Regions from separate parts of the Rattus norvegicus genome. Here region 1 is linked to region 2. The links are chromatin contacts, called in public Hi-C maps. All regions are on one chromosome and are shown on one strand. Each heading gives the region's core, a stretch centred on a gene start, on an enhancer-like site or on the middle of the called end of the contact. The rest is flanking DNA. Distances are from core to core; before and after follow the strand shown. Region 1 overlaps LOC102551899 (a long non-coding RNA gene). Region 2 has its middle 81 kb from the start of RGD1596092.

Region 1 (7,561 bases), core at 3,566-6,065, 180 kb before region 2:
GCTGCTCCTGTCATCCTGCCTGCCTCCTGGTACCATGCTCTCCCTGTATGCTTACCCCTCTGGAGCTATAACACCACAGAAGTGTCTTCTTCCATAAGTTGCCTTGGTCGTGATGCTTTACCATAGCAACAGAAAAGTATCGAATGCATCCACAAGTCCCAAATCCAGATTTTTTGAGCACTATCAGGATACTCAAATAAAGCTTTCCATTCCTAACTTCAAGTGCAGAGTCAGCAAAACACAGGTGCACTAAAAGATGTTGCATAAATGATCTTCATGTATGCACTAAGGTACATATGAAACAAGTGAACTTTAGGTTAAGTCATGGGTCCTATCCCTGAGCTATCTAGCTACGTACATGCATGTGCTCCAGAATCTGAACTAGAAAATACTTCTGGTCTCAAGCACTCCAAATAAGAGAAACCCTGAATAGGTACAAGGGGGTTGGGGGGAAGAGTTAGGTTTTCTCTCCTCTCCCAGGCAGTTCAGTATTGTGAAACGGTGTCACACACCTTGCAATGTGGAGGAAGAATCGATTCAAAGTTAGAGTTGCCTCTTCGTTCCTGGATGACCTTGGACCCAGCTCCGTCATGTGGCAATGAGGAAACAATACTGCAATACAACCGGGGAACCCAGGACTGTTTTAAGGGCAGACTGATGAGGATTGCACAGTGTCTGCCTTGGTCAGTATCAGCTATTGCTATAGTTAATCTTTGAGGGCCGAGATCTCACCTACTTAGACGTTTACCAGAGCCTGAGAGATGGGATGTCTTGTTTCATTGCCACAGAGCTGTTGATGACGATCCTTTAGGTCAGCTCTTCCGCAAGCTCAACTGAACACTTTTCTCTGCCATGTTCAGTTTTATTCTCCCCAGCACTGGTTTTTGACAGAGACTCTTTCTGCATAGCTAGAGTTGGCCTCTAACTTGTGATCCTTCTGCTTCGGCTTCCAAAGTGCTGGGATTACAGAGGCGGGCCACCACGCTCGGCTTTGCGTCCTGTTTAGAAGAAAACATGCCACGTACAGGTCTAGAAAATTAAACAGAAGGAAACGATGTCTATTGTCTGCAGGGCTTCGGGCAGAGCCTTGTTTCATATTCGGTGCTCACGACTTCTGGAGAGTAGGCCCCGCTGCTCAACGGCAGACTGTGTGATGTGCTTTATCAATCATCACTGGATAACGGATGGCTGCCAACGTTAGACGGGATGGTTGAATAGAAGTTAACGTTTTGTATAATGGGTTGTTTTTCTTCGAATGGTTTTTCCTTCAAAAGTTGCAGACAGCGGTTCTCAACAGCTAATACCTTCATCTTTATTTTTAAGTGCTTTCCGATTTCAGAGTTAGGAGATTAAACACCTAAAAGCCAGCATGGTAAAAGCTGGGTCTCTGTCACTTGTATGGTGGACATTGACCTAGACGAGGCTTTACAGATAGCCTTCCGGAGGTCATCAAGAAAGGCAGGTCCCATGTATCCATTGGATAATGAATTGTTTCCCGCTTGGAATAAAACCTCTTGTGCTTGCCCTTTTAAATGCAGCCTCACTCATTACTCAGTCCAAAGTTTACTTCCAAGTCCTACCTTAGCAGACAGGTGCCGAGCCTGTAAAGTTTATTGCAGTCAACCTGTCCCTGTTCCAGAAGCAACTGGTCACAGCCATTTCCAACACAAAGCTTGCAGGTAACCCTTCCGTTTCTTTATAGTCTGTTTCCAGATACTCAGTGACCCATAAAGTTAACTTATAACCAAGCCATTGCCACGAGCAAAGCAAGCTCTTATGTCTGGCCCTAAAATTGCTTTTCCCTAGAACTTTCATGTTTAGAGACAATGACTACCCCTCTCCTCCCCCTCATCCTCTCTCTCTCCCTCCCTCCTCTCTGTCCCTCTGTCCCTCTCTCTCTATTTGCGTCTGTCTGTCTGTCTGTCTGTCTGTCTGTCTGTCTGTCTGTCTTTTTTGGTCTAACCCTAGTCCTTAACCCAGGGTTAAGGAACCCTGTTTCTTTTAAGCATTCTCCTAACTCAGGAGTATTGGATTTCTTAATTTGCCTTCATGAGTGTGCACCAAAAGCCCACACACACACTGAATGTCCCGTAGAACAGGAGGTGGGGGACCTGCTCACTGAGCCGAGGTCAAAGACTGCTGTGGACTCAAAGCACCTGTGCAAACACAACAATGGATCAGTTACTGTTTACAGTCTGATGTCCTTTGCTTGCTTCCCCCGTACACCAAATAGGGTGGGTACATGTATTAGAGGGGTGATCAAGGGACTCAGCCCAGAGGCAGGGTAGAAGATGAACCTCATTAGGATTCTTGAACAGCGGATCTCAACCTTTCTATTGCTGTGACCTCCCCATAGGATTATTTCACTGCTCCTTCATAACTGTAATTTTGCTACTGCTACACATCGTAACATAAATATCTGTTTTCTGATGGCCTTCGGTGATCCATGTGAAAGAGTTGGTCTATCCCCAAAGGATTCAAGACTCATAGGTTCAGAACCGCTGGTCTTGAATCTAGGAAAGATCTTGTGAATGCCCGGGATTACTAAGTTATTCAACCTCCTTGTTTTCTAGACTTGAGTAAGCTGATGAGTTCTCCTAATTTGATCAAAGTTACAAGACTAGTGAAGGGCATCTGCTGTGGGGCTTTCCTCACGACAGCCAAGTTTGTTCCACCAAGATCTAATTTTATCCTCAGGCACAGCCATTAACTCTGTGCCGGGTCAGGGAGTAGGGGAACCTGTTTGTTGCTTCCGTAAATCTGGCAAGACTGTGTCCTGTAACCTAGTGATATGCGAAGAAAGAAACCAGGGGCTCAACCCCCATCACAAAAACATCCAGACCCAGAAAATCTTCGCTTCTAGGGTTTTAGAGATGGGAGCTCCCATGAAGCAGTCCTTTAGCGTGGGAAATTTAAATTGTGTTTGCAGTAATCTTGGGATTCCACACAGATTCCTCGGGGTCCTACGAGTGAACATTAGAGCTGAAGAAAGCGAAGTTCAGACTGGCAGAACGTGCTGCAGGTTGGGGATTTTTGTCAAATGCTAGAGCTAAGGTTGGAGCCAGGTGGGGCCTTTTGTTCTTTGTGATCCCTGGCCTCTGACTCTCAGGGTGTTTGTAATTGTTAAATATGGGGACAGTTGTTCCCTGATCAAAGGAGGCCCAAGAAGACCTGAAGACAGCAGGGAGTTGGAGGAAGCAGGGTAGGAGAGGAGGTTTAGGGCTTGGCTGTGGCAGCAGGGTGATCCCTCCTCACTTATGTCAGGAATCTGCCTCACTTTGCCAGTTTCTCTCTTGCTGCAATGGTATCCTCTAGTACCCATGTGGCTATGTGGTGTCTGCTGCCTAGAACTCAATACATATTCATGGACTCAAAGTGCATACCAGCCAGGATCTTCGGAGTACTGTACTTAAAAAATAAATCAGATTTGCAGAAATATAATTACTGGACAGGACTTAGTGGGTCTACAAGGCCTGTTGTATCAAGTAATGGATAAACTCAGGGGTTAACATACACATAGGAGAGTTCTCAAGGTTAGCTACCTCCCCCCTTCTTGTGCAGTGTGTGTGTGTGTGTGTGTGTGTGTGTGTGTGCGCGCGTGCGTGTCTTATGTCTCCTTCCAGTTGACCAAGTTCCCTCTCTCATAGGCACAAGCTTGACATGCTGTGTTGGGAAAGAGTGAGGTCTCCACGTTGATGAAAGGCAGGGCTACTCTCAAGGAAGAGTCTTGGAAGAGCCCCTAAACTGCTTCCTGCTCTTGACAGGTAGGTCATTTCCACCACCCTCAGGGGCAATCTAACCCTGAATGAAGATAAAATTCACGACTAGAAAGTCACCCCTCCAGTCGAGTAGGATGGCTGGATCCTGGAGGCTGGGCCATTTTTGCCTATGTAAGAGCATCCGACAACAGTGTGACAGCTTCTAGTCCTTCAAAATGCCCTCAGGTACAGGAATGGGTTAGACGTTCTCAGGGGGGCAATCCTGGATTTGTTACAGAGAGGTCAATATGCAAGGGGAACCATGATCAGAAGGGAGAGAGGGAGAGAGGCCATTCACAAGAAACAATGTGCTTGGCCCTGAAAACCAGGAGAACCCCTTGGAGACTGAGCTTGTTAGAGGCCATTCTGATTCCCTCCATCCGACATTGTGTAGTGTGGTCAGCTCAGCGTTCAAGGGTGGGCTGGTTTATGTCAACACGGTGGGATTACCACAAAAGTCATTCTTTGTACTGGGGAAAATGAAAACCAACTAAGTTAACATTTTTCCCCCTGTGACCCAATTCCTGGCTTTCTCTGCTTTGTCCTCCTCTGACCAGTCCTTTAGGCTCTGTGAGGTGTTGATGCTCATTTGTAGCAATAAGTTTTATGGCATTGAGCCACTGACTAGGGGTATCTTTATTCTGTTTTAACCCACTAAGAATCTAGGGGACAGACTGGTTGCTAAGGCTTTGGTAAAGCAACAAGTGACTGACACAGGAGGACAAGGACACGTCCCTTCTGCCATCTCCTCATTCACTCGCTGTCCCCCAGGGGGTTTCTACTAAAGATCTGGTTCCCCAGCTCCAAAGCAAGGTCGGAACTCCAACCACCATCCCCAGCCACTCCCCCAGCCAGCTTGCTCTGCGCAGGCAGAGCCTTCCACGCCTTCCCGGAGTCTCCAAGCGCACGCGCCACTTGACTAGCGCTGTCATTGGCTGCTGCCTGTTGCTAACCCACGTGACCGGCTCCGGCACGCTCCGCCCCTGCTCCTGCTAGCCTAGTGCGTTCCTGCGGACGTGCGCTGCTGCCTAGCCTCTGCTGGATGCTGCTAACTGTCGTCCGCGATGCAGCCGCCGGCCACAAGGTGGCAGTGCCGTGCTGCGTGTCTACACGCCCCTGGCTGCGCAAGACCAGCCTGGCAAAAGTTTTCCAGTCTTCCAGCAGATGCGCCCAGGCCTTGAGTCCTCCGGGGCGAGACGGAGGCAGGGGGTGGGGGAAACGCCGATGTCCCGGGATGATTTGCAAGGCATGCATTTGTTGTCACGAGCTCGGAGAAACAGTTTCGGGGACCTGTCACAGATGCAAAGTCTGTTGATATTTCCAGGAGTGTTTGGTTTGGTTTTGGCTTTAGGGACCGTACACCAAGCATCGATTCTAGAGGAGGCGAACAGCACTGACAGCTATTCTTTGTCTCTCGTCTGGGCTTTGCACGGAGCTCGACGTCGTTTCCATGGGTGAGAAATACCACTGCCACTACCTTGATAGCGTTCCTGCCTCCATGGTTCCTGACCTGCCTAGAAAGGGAGGACCCTGGAGACTCTTGTTCTACAGCTGTCCTCAGGATACCCTTAATTCCCAGGCGCAGGGATAAGCTTGTCTGACCCCATTTGACCCCGCCGCAGGCGCCAGGCGTCCTCATTTATTGTGAGGCCTAAGAGTCCTCAAGGCTGCCTGCCTACTCCCCCGTCCCCGCCCCCCCCCCCCCCCCCCCGCCAACCACCACCCACCACTCTCCTTGTCCTGTGGGGGAGTCATATGCCTCCTTCCTGTTGTCTAAGCTTCCCTCTTCCATAGGCACAAGCCTGCCCCTCTGCGTTTTTTACTTTAAAACGGGTGTTCTGAGGATTGTCTCTAGTTCAGGTGATGTGAGAGAACTAGGTCTGAGGGAGGTAGACGGCAACATTAGTGGGGATCGGTGCTGCATTGCTAAATGTGGCGCAGGGAAGGGAAACACATCTGGGATTCCACGGGGCAGCAGCAGATCTGTCACTTGGGCAGAGCCTTTGAGCGCTCTCAGGTAATTTCCAGATATCTATTGTTTGCTTTAACCTGACATTCATTTGCATCTGACTGAGTCTGGAATTTTTGCTGGGACCCTGACTGGGCAGGCTATTTCTATTCCCTCCTGCCTATGCTCCCAGGAGAGGTGGAGACTGTCTTGGGTTTGGCTTGGAGGATGTCGATATGCCTCATTTTCAAACTAAAGATCTAGAAGAGACCAGCAAGAAACAGCACAGAGTCTACGTAGGTGGATACCAGAGAATCGCCTGGAGAGATTTACAGGTGTGTTCTGGACTTTGGGAACCGTGGACACACAGAACCAGCTACCTGTTTCGGTGAGAGAAGTTGGAGATGGGACTGGGGAGGAGTTGGGAGGGGAGGGGTGGGAGGGTTGCTAAACAGCCTTTGTTTCTAAGAGTCAGCAAAACGCAGGTATGCTAACTTCCCCCGGGAGCAGGTGAGTACCACACACCAGGACCCCTTCACCAGAAGGGAGATCTCCAGCAATGGGAAGAGAATTGAAAACCCCACAAGATTACTCCCCCAGGAGTGAGAGCCAGCATGAATGTGTTGCCACAGATATACCAACATTCAGGAAGAGTTGAACCTATAGGCCTACTGTGGTCTGAATGCTCTCCCATTCCCTAATGTATGTTGGAACCCAATACATAATGAGATCATATTAGGAGGTGGGGCCGATGGAGAAGTGATTCAGTCATGATTACAGGACAAGTGCCCTTATAAAGGAGGTAATTAGAAAGTGTCGTTCTTGGCCCCTTCAGTCATGTGAGGAACACCCACATTTCATCACCTATTCCAGCAAGGAGTGGACGCTCACCAGACACCAAATCTGCCAGCACCTTGGTCTTCAAATTCCCACCCTCCAGAACAGTGAATGAACAATGCATTCTTTGCTCTTTAAGTTTCCCCGTCTAAGATGTTTTGTTACAGAAGCCACATAGACTGTGACAGAAGCCTGAGTCAGAGACCAGTGATTGGCAAAGCAGAGGAGAGAGAAGCTGAAGCAAAGATACGGCAACCAGGAGATCACACACCGGAGCCTACCTCCTCCAGGAAGGCCAAGAAGTCAATGGAATGGCCACATCTCAGTTTGTTTGGACTGCACCTTGTAAGAGCTAAAACACACAGATCCTGGGATGGATCAGGAAGCCGGTGCTTCAGTGAGATTTTGTTCAGCTGCGGCATGGGGACAGTAAACACTGACATTATGGTCCTACATGCGTTATCATACATTACGTTAGTGTCCTACGTACGCCATTAGCCTGCTTACTCCTCCCAAAGCCCTTGAGAGATCAGCCTACTTATATCCACTTCAGAGTCAGGGAAGCTAAATTCTGGGGACTCAAGAAACTTGACTGTGTTTACAGCTAGTGAGTGGCAAAGCTGATATTTGAATCCATGTTTCATGTTTCAGAGTCTTCTTGTGAAGCTACAGTTTTTGTCCATGGTGAGTCTTATTCTATTCCTGACCAAACCTGGCCCAACTTCCAGGCCCTAGTCTAGCCCACCAGCCATACAGTTTCCTGGCTGCGGCCTCCCCTGCTTCACTGTGTTTGAGGGGCTGAGTTGCTATACCACCCTAGGCAGTGGGGTGAGGGGGCTCTTCTGATGAACCCCCTACACATCTGTTACCTCCTTCAGTGTGGGTAGTGGCTCTGTGGAAGGTGGACAGGGTCTTTGGAACCTCCCCATGTGATCTGAAGTCTAGTGCAAACTCCAGGCAGTAAATTAAGAGGAACCATTTTTTGGTCAAAGGAAACAGGGAACACTCCAAACCAGAC
Region 2 (6,754 bases), core at 1,209-3,708:
GCAGAAGTCTACATAAAAATCCCCAAACAAAAAAGTGTAACCTAAGAATCTATGTAACTAGGGTCTATTTTAGTGGATAGGCTGGGTCTGCTTTCATAGCTAATAATTTTTTATTATTATTTGCGAGAGGGGGCAGAAGGAACTACCAATGTTGCAATGAGAAAATCAGACGCGCTATAATTGCTTCAAATAACAGAATCACCCCGGCGATCCTGCTTATAAATGCTGTTGCCAGCTAATTAGGACCTGGGAGTTATCTCCATGTCCGAGTTGTTATTTTGTTCTTTACTTTGATCACTACTTGGCTGCTTCAACCATCATGCCCAGGTTGTGATTACCACGTGATGCCGGGGCGTGGCCTATGCGATCCAGGTTGAGAGTCTCGCAAACACTGAATCAGGCAACCCATTAGCACTTACTTTCATGCACGTTTGCTCGCATGCTGATGACCTGGAAACGGGGGGGGGGGGGGGGGGGGGGCTTACACTCCATATTTTCCCTTGTTTCTCCTGGCTGGTGTCTTCTGTGGTAGGAACACCACAAAACAACACCTACTTCTTCAGCCTGGAAGGGTGAGAGGAACAGATGGGTACAAACTCTGCTCCGAGGGGCCAACAGAGCGCGTGATGGAGACGGAAAGAAACTACCTGGCATCGTACCTGGGCACTGCCAACCATATTGGCAGCCAGGCTGACTAGAGAACAGGGAAACTCAGGCTCAGGGGAGAAGGGGGTCTAACAATGCCAAAGAGAGCAGTTCCCTCAGGGAAGTATATTTGAGGGAACTGGCCCCTGCATCGAAGGATTTAAAATCTCAAATGCTGAGCCAGCATGATAGAACACCCTTGTTAGCCCAGCATTTGAGAAATGAAAAGTCGTGAGTTCAAAGACAGCCTGAGCTACAGATGCCTGGGAGGAGGGAGCTCAGTCTTGTTTCTTAGGAACTGTGAGAGTTTGAACAATGTAGAAAATTATAAACCTACCTTCTGGGTTCTCAAAGACCAGGAGAGAAAGAATTCCCGCCACCTTGTTGCATTAGTCGAGGGGACATACCACATTTAATTTACATATGGTCTTTTCTTTTTCCTTTTTTCAGTGTGGCTCTTAACTACACGATGATAGCTTTACCTCCTGCTCATGAAAAAAGAAGCAGAGGTGAATTCCAATCGTGGAAATATATGACTCTGTGGGCTCCATAGAAAAACTGTGTTGTGCCCAGTGCCTGGCAAGCGAAGATGGGGACTGTAAATTTGAGGCAGCCAAGGGTTTGACATCTTTTTTTTTTTTTTCCAGAGCTGAGGACCGAACCCAGGGCCTTGAGCTTGCTAGGCAAGCGCTCTACCACTGAGCTAAATCCCCAACCCCAGGGCTTGACATCTTAATACAAATGAACAAACAATAACAAAGAAGGTGGTCAGACACACAAGGCACACAGACCGTTCTTTGTAGGTGACATAAGCGATGTTTTGTGGAGGAAGGGTACACTTTGGTGCCCTGGGGTCTCCACCTGACAACTATGGATTTGAGGCAATCTGTTGTTCTTGGTCAACTTACAGGAAGGAAGCCAGCTCTCTCCACCCTGTTTCCATGCTGTAGATGCCTTTTTTTCTTGCCAGAGAACTTTCCTCACGTCAACAGCAGGACAGTAGAGGTGATGTGACAGTAGCCTTACTGAATGACAGTCTGGTATACTAAACTGCTGGTGGCAGTTTTCACCCTGAACAAACTGTGTGGAGTTTAGGGCTTCTGGGTTTCAGGGGGACACGACAGCCCCATCGAGAAGTGGTATCCCAGCTTGGAGACTTCCTAAGCATAGAAGAGGTCTCGCTTTGTCTTAGGAATAAGGCGTGCCAACTTGAGAATGTGTTCCTCTTCGGGTAAAGCCTTCAGTCCCGATGTGGGATTTCTGACTCTAAAGACTAATTCCAGGAACTTCCCAATGTCCTGTCCCTTAATATGGATGACACAGGGACACAGAAACTAATGCTAAGAACACGCTTTTCCTCTTTACAGATTCTCATCTCTTCTTCTAATCCAATGGTTGTGAGGTTGTAAGAGGAAAAAAAATCTATTTGTCATTTTCTGTTGTGCGGAATTATGGAGAGAAAACAATCTAAGTAGAGAAGGCCATTTGAAGAAAGTGACAGACAAGGGGGAGGGGGAGGGGAGAGGTTCCAGGGCACAGCATCACTGGGTCAGTGAGGAAGGAAGCCTGCAGGAAAACCTTTACTTACGAACTAAATTTAGAATAAGGTCCCCATTGTTTGTCTTGAAGTGGCCAGGGTTCATGAGGTCTTGCTTTGACCCCCAGGGGCCTTGTTCCTCTATTCTAGGCCAGCTCTGAGTAGGAGGAAGTCATATATCTCCTAAGAATATTTCTGTCTTGTGCTTAAGTCAGTCACATTAAGAGAGGGAAATGAGATCATGTGAACTTTCCCTGGACAACTTGATGGGAGTGTCCTGGCTGACACAAAGGATTCCTTGTGAAGCATGCCTGTGTCTGGGAGAGTCAAGTTCACTCTACGGGTTGTCCTACACATCACCAACCCTAGGGAAGGGCAAAGAACATCCTAGAACAGCAACTCCGGAACAGATGTGGCTGCACATGCAGGTGGCCAAAGTACATGGTGGAAAGGTCCCAAATTAAACAGCAAGCGAAGCTACGTAGAGAATCGTTCAGTGACTGAGTCAAGTCTGGTGCTGGCTTCCCTGTTATTTTAATTCTCACATAAGGAATGATTGCTGGGTGGTTGGGAGGCTAATGTGTCTGACTGGCTAGAAGGTTCACTGGGCATCAGCACTTATTGCTAAGCCTGAGTTTAATTTTTGTGTGTGTGTGTGACTTGCATGATGGAAACAGAGAACTAACTCCTGCAAGCTATCTTCTGACTTCCCCATAAACACTCTGTACTCATGTATACCCCCTCATCCCCAAATAGTTGTTTTAAACCTTGAAAGTATAAGAAATATGAATTGGTGTCAAAGAAGGAGGAGGCTAATTTTTTTTTCTTCCTCTGAACTTCAGAGACAGTTTTAACATCTTTCATTGGTGACAATCCCTTTCTCTGTGGCCAGGCAGCATGACAATGATCTAGACCAAAAATGAGAGGGAATGTTCTTACAGAAAAAAAAAAAAAAAAAAAAACATGACCACAAACCATCTAAGTCCTTCCTTCAGAGAGCCACCAGCTTGGGTTTCCTGTACAATGGCTGGTGCCAGGACACTGTACTACTGCAAATTGTGAATAAAAACTTGGCAAAAGGCATCAAAACTCCCCTAAAACTAGTCAAATGAAAGGGGGTAGGGGCGGCGACTGTCTGTCTTAACAGAAATGTTTCCACAAATTGGAGTTTAAGAAGGAAAACACTTGCTCTGACACAGGTACCTATATAATTTTTACTTTCTCGATTTGAAAATAAGGATTCCAAATGACCCAAGAAAGAAGGGCTGTTGAGCTCTTGAGAGGATGCAGAATCCTTCTACAAGGACCTGGGTTGACAATAGCAGTAAGTAGGTTGCACTTAGACAAAATGGAACAAAGCCAGAAACAAAGCCAGACTGTGAAAAGGTCAGAATACCATAGAGTGTCTATCTAAACTCTACATTGGCTTGGAAGACAGCAGACATTAAAACAAACAACAAGACCCCCAACAGTATAAGTATGGCTGGCTAACTGATCAAGAGACAGAAGTAAGCACCCGACCACACACAGAATAGACTCCAGTCACATGTGACAGCCATTGTAGGATGCCCCCCCTCCCCGTGTGGTGTCCACTCTGTGACAGTCACTGTGAGAGGGGCACACTGTGAATAACAAGTTCAAGGACAGACTTCCTGAGTTAGATATCCAGGATACAGACAAGTCTGGTGGCTTGTATGACATTTACATAACTAGACTATACCCCAAGTCAACGCTGGGAACTTGTTTTCAGTCTTCTCGGAATTCCCCAGCCTCTGTTTTGTGCCCTAGAATTACCCTGTTCCTCCCAACACAATGGCGGCCCTGCAGAAAGGTGTTTTGTAGTTACAGTAGGCTTTACTGTTTTGCTTTGTTTTGTTAGCAAACGACTCATTGGCACAGTTGAGTTGTCTCTCCTTCCTGCATACTCTACAATACTCAGCACCGAGAACAAACCATCTCGGTAAGACATTTCACACGCCTCTGTGCATAAAGAATAAATGGACTTGTGTGAGCCATTAGTGACTGGGACCTTGGGCCTGGCTACTCGCAACCTGGAAGGCCTGAATTCCTGAAATTCATGTGTGGAACAGCTGAGCATACGGAAGGTACCATGAATGTTGGGAGGATGTTGCGCCTATCTACGCTCATGAGAATTAGTTACTAAGATACGTGTAAGCCACACGAGTGGAGAGAGATGCTTGGGAGACCTGTCTAAGGCTTCCAGCTTCTGTTGCTCGCCATGGGAGTGCCTTAGCTGGAGGTACTCGCTCTACACTTTGGTTTTGGAGTCAAATTTTGATGCTCGCACTAGTAGATCCCATGAGCCAAGTAATCCCTTGGACTGGTTTCTTTTCTTGTTTCTGTGACAAAATAAGTAACACAAGCCATCTAAAGGAGGAGAAATTTGTTTGGGTTCAGGGTTTCACAGTCCATCACAGGAGGGAAGATTTCTCAGGATGGATCCACTGTGGCAGAGGCTGTGACATGGTTCTTCACGGGGTAGATGGAGCAGAAAGCAGACAGCAGGAGTAGATGCAAGGCCAGGCCGTGACACTCAAGCTTGTTCCCACTGAGCCATCTCCATCAGCCAGGACCATCCCAAAGCTACCACAACCTCTTGAAAGACCATCAGCAGCTGAGGACCAGGAGTTTAAACTTACCAGCCTATGGAGGACATTTTAGGTTTATATCATCTTATAACCCATTACCTGATTTTATGTGGCTTGTCAGAATAATTTATTTTTAATGGTTGGGGGGTAAACAAAGCCTGTAACTTGTGACACATACATGTTTTCTACAATTTATATTTCTATTTTAATGTCCACAAGTAACATTGTGTCAGAGCGCTGTCACAACATACTGGGTGTGACCTGTGGCTGTCTTTGAGTCGTATTGACAGACTCAGGCAGTCACAACATAAACCACGAGGCCTGCCAGGCAAGGAAAATATTTGCTATTAGCCCTTTAGATAAAAAGTTTTCTAACTCCTAAAAAAGTCCTACTTTATTTTCGAATTCATCCTGGGTCCCCAAGTCAATGTGCATGGATTCTCTTAAACAGAAAATTGTAATACAGCCTGTTGGAAAAGGAGCCATCAGTTCTAATAAAATAGAATATAGACTCAACTATTATTCCAATCAGAAAAAAAATGCCAAAGTATTTGGAGGATAAAGTTTATTAGACTGAACCCTGACATGGGTCAAGTGATATAAACAAGATCTAATCATCCTGTTCATCAGAGAAATGCAAGTTAAAACTGTAATTGGGGCAGACAAGATAGTTCAGCAGGGAAGAGTACTTGTCAACAAACTGGACCCGAGGTTAATCCCTCCCTGGTCCCAACGTGGTAGAAGGAAAGAATCAACTCCTGCACAATCATTACCCCCCAACCATTAAAAATAAATTATTCTGACAGGCCACATAAAATCAGGTAATGGGTTATAAGATGATATAAACCTAAAATGTCCTCCATAGGCTGGTAAGTTTAAACTCCTGGTCCTCAGCTGCTGATGGTCTTTCAAGAGGTTGTGGTAGCTTTGGGATGGTCCTGGCTCATGGAGAATCAACTCCTTAGTCTGACCTCTACATACGAACAATGCCACACATTGCTGTTCCCACCCCAACGCAGAATAAATAAATATAATTAAGGAGATAAAAAAATAAAACTACAGCAGTTTCACACTTTCGAGTTTTCAGAAAAATTTAGAAGTCTGATAATACAAAGTATTGTGAGATGTTTTGACAACACAGATGAGCAAAACCCCTTCAGAGAACAAGACAGAAACTCATAATAAAACAGCAGATGGCTGGATGAGAAAGCCAGGATTCCACTCCTGGCTTGTGGTCTGTGGTAAACATGGTGGTTTGAAAGAAAATGGCCAGATAGCCCAGCTCATATATTTAAATACTTGGTCTCCATTTGGTGCAACTATTGGGAAAAAAAATTGGAGGTTTACCTTGTTGGAAGACATATGTCACTGGGCTTTGAGGTTTCAAAAGATGTGGCTGATTCTAGTCACTGGGCAGAAGTGACTCATACCATGGGACATATATACAGGTGATGGGAAGCCTTTCTGAGTCGTAGCTAAAGTTACACTGGGATCTAGGAGCTATTTCAAACAATGGTTTTGCCTAGCAACGCTTACTACTGTCCTACAAATTCTTCTTATTATACTGTCAAATGCTGCTTCTCAGAGTATTAACCATGCTTAGAAGGGAATTTATAGCATAATTTCATATATTAGGGAAGAAGAAAAGCTGAAAAAATCAATAACCTTTGAATATTAGATTGAGATTCCTAGAAGCAGACCTTGAACCAATTCAAGGGCAAGTAGTTTATTAGGAACGAACTAATTAGCTCAGACTGATACAACAAAGTGCCACAGACTGGGCGCCTTAAAGAACGGAGATAGTCGTTCTCACAGGTCTGGAGGCTGCAACCCGACATCAGAAGGATTGCTTTCTCCTGAGCCTCTCTCTGCACCTGCAGATGACTGTGCTCCCACAGAGTCTTCCCATCATGGATCCCCATTGCATCTTCCCACCCACTCACTCTGGGCTTCCCTGTGTCCT

Evidence for each region. Hi-C and Micro-C count contacts between places; a contact is called where the count stands out from the background.
Region 1: a contact with region 2 is called in a Hi-C map of psoas muscle, with 4 times the contacts expected there. The contact joins two enhancer-like sites. A contact is called at or near these places in 3 of 12 Hi-C or Micro-C datasets (Schwann cells, kidney and psoas muscle).

The regions. Positions count from the first base shown.
Region 1 is chr17:21,032,160-21,039,720 of GRCr8, reverse strand. It overlaps LOC102551899 (a long non-coding RNA gene), which reads left to right. Exons shown (of 4, transcript XR_010059143.1): 2 at 3,648-3,764; 3 at 5,110-6,094. Among named protein-coding and RNA genes, the nearest start is that of Cd83, 77 kb to the left of the region's middle. Within about 2 kb of position 4,815, at least 52 of the 93 cell types and tissues checked have an H3K27ac peak or open chromatin away from gene starts, as enhancers often do. A contact at or near this core is called in kidney, where this site is marked.
Region 2 is chr17:20,847,140-20,853,893 of GRCr8, reverse strand. No RefSeq gene overlaps it. Among named protein-coding and RNA genes, the nearest start is that of RGD1596092, 81 kb to the right of the region's middle. Within about 2 kb of position 2,458, at least 19 of the 93 cell types and tissues checked have an H3K27ac peak or open chromatin away from gene starts, as enhancers often do. A contact at or near this core is called in kidney, where this site is marked.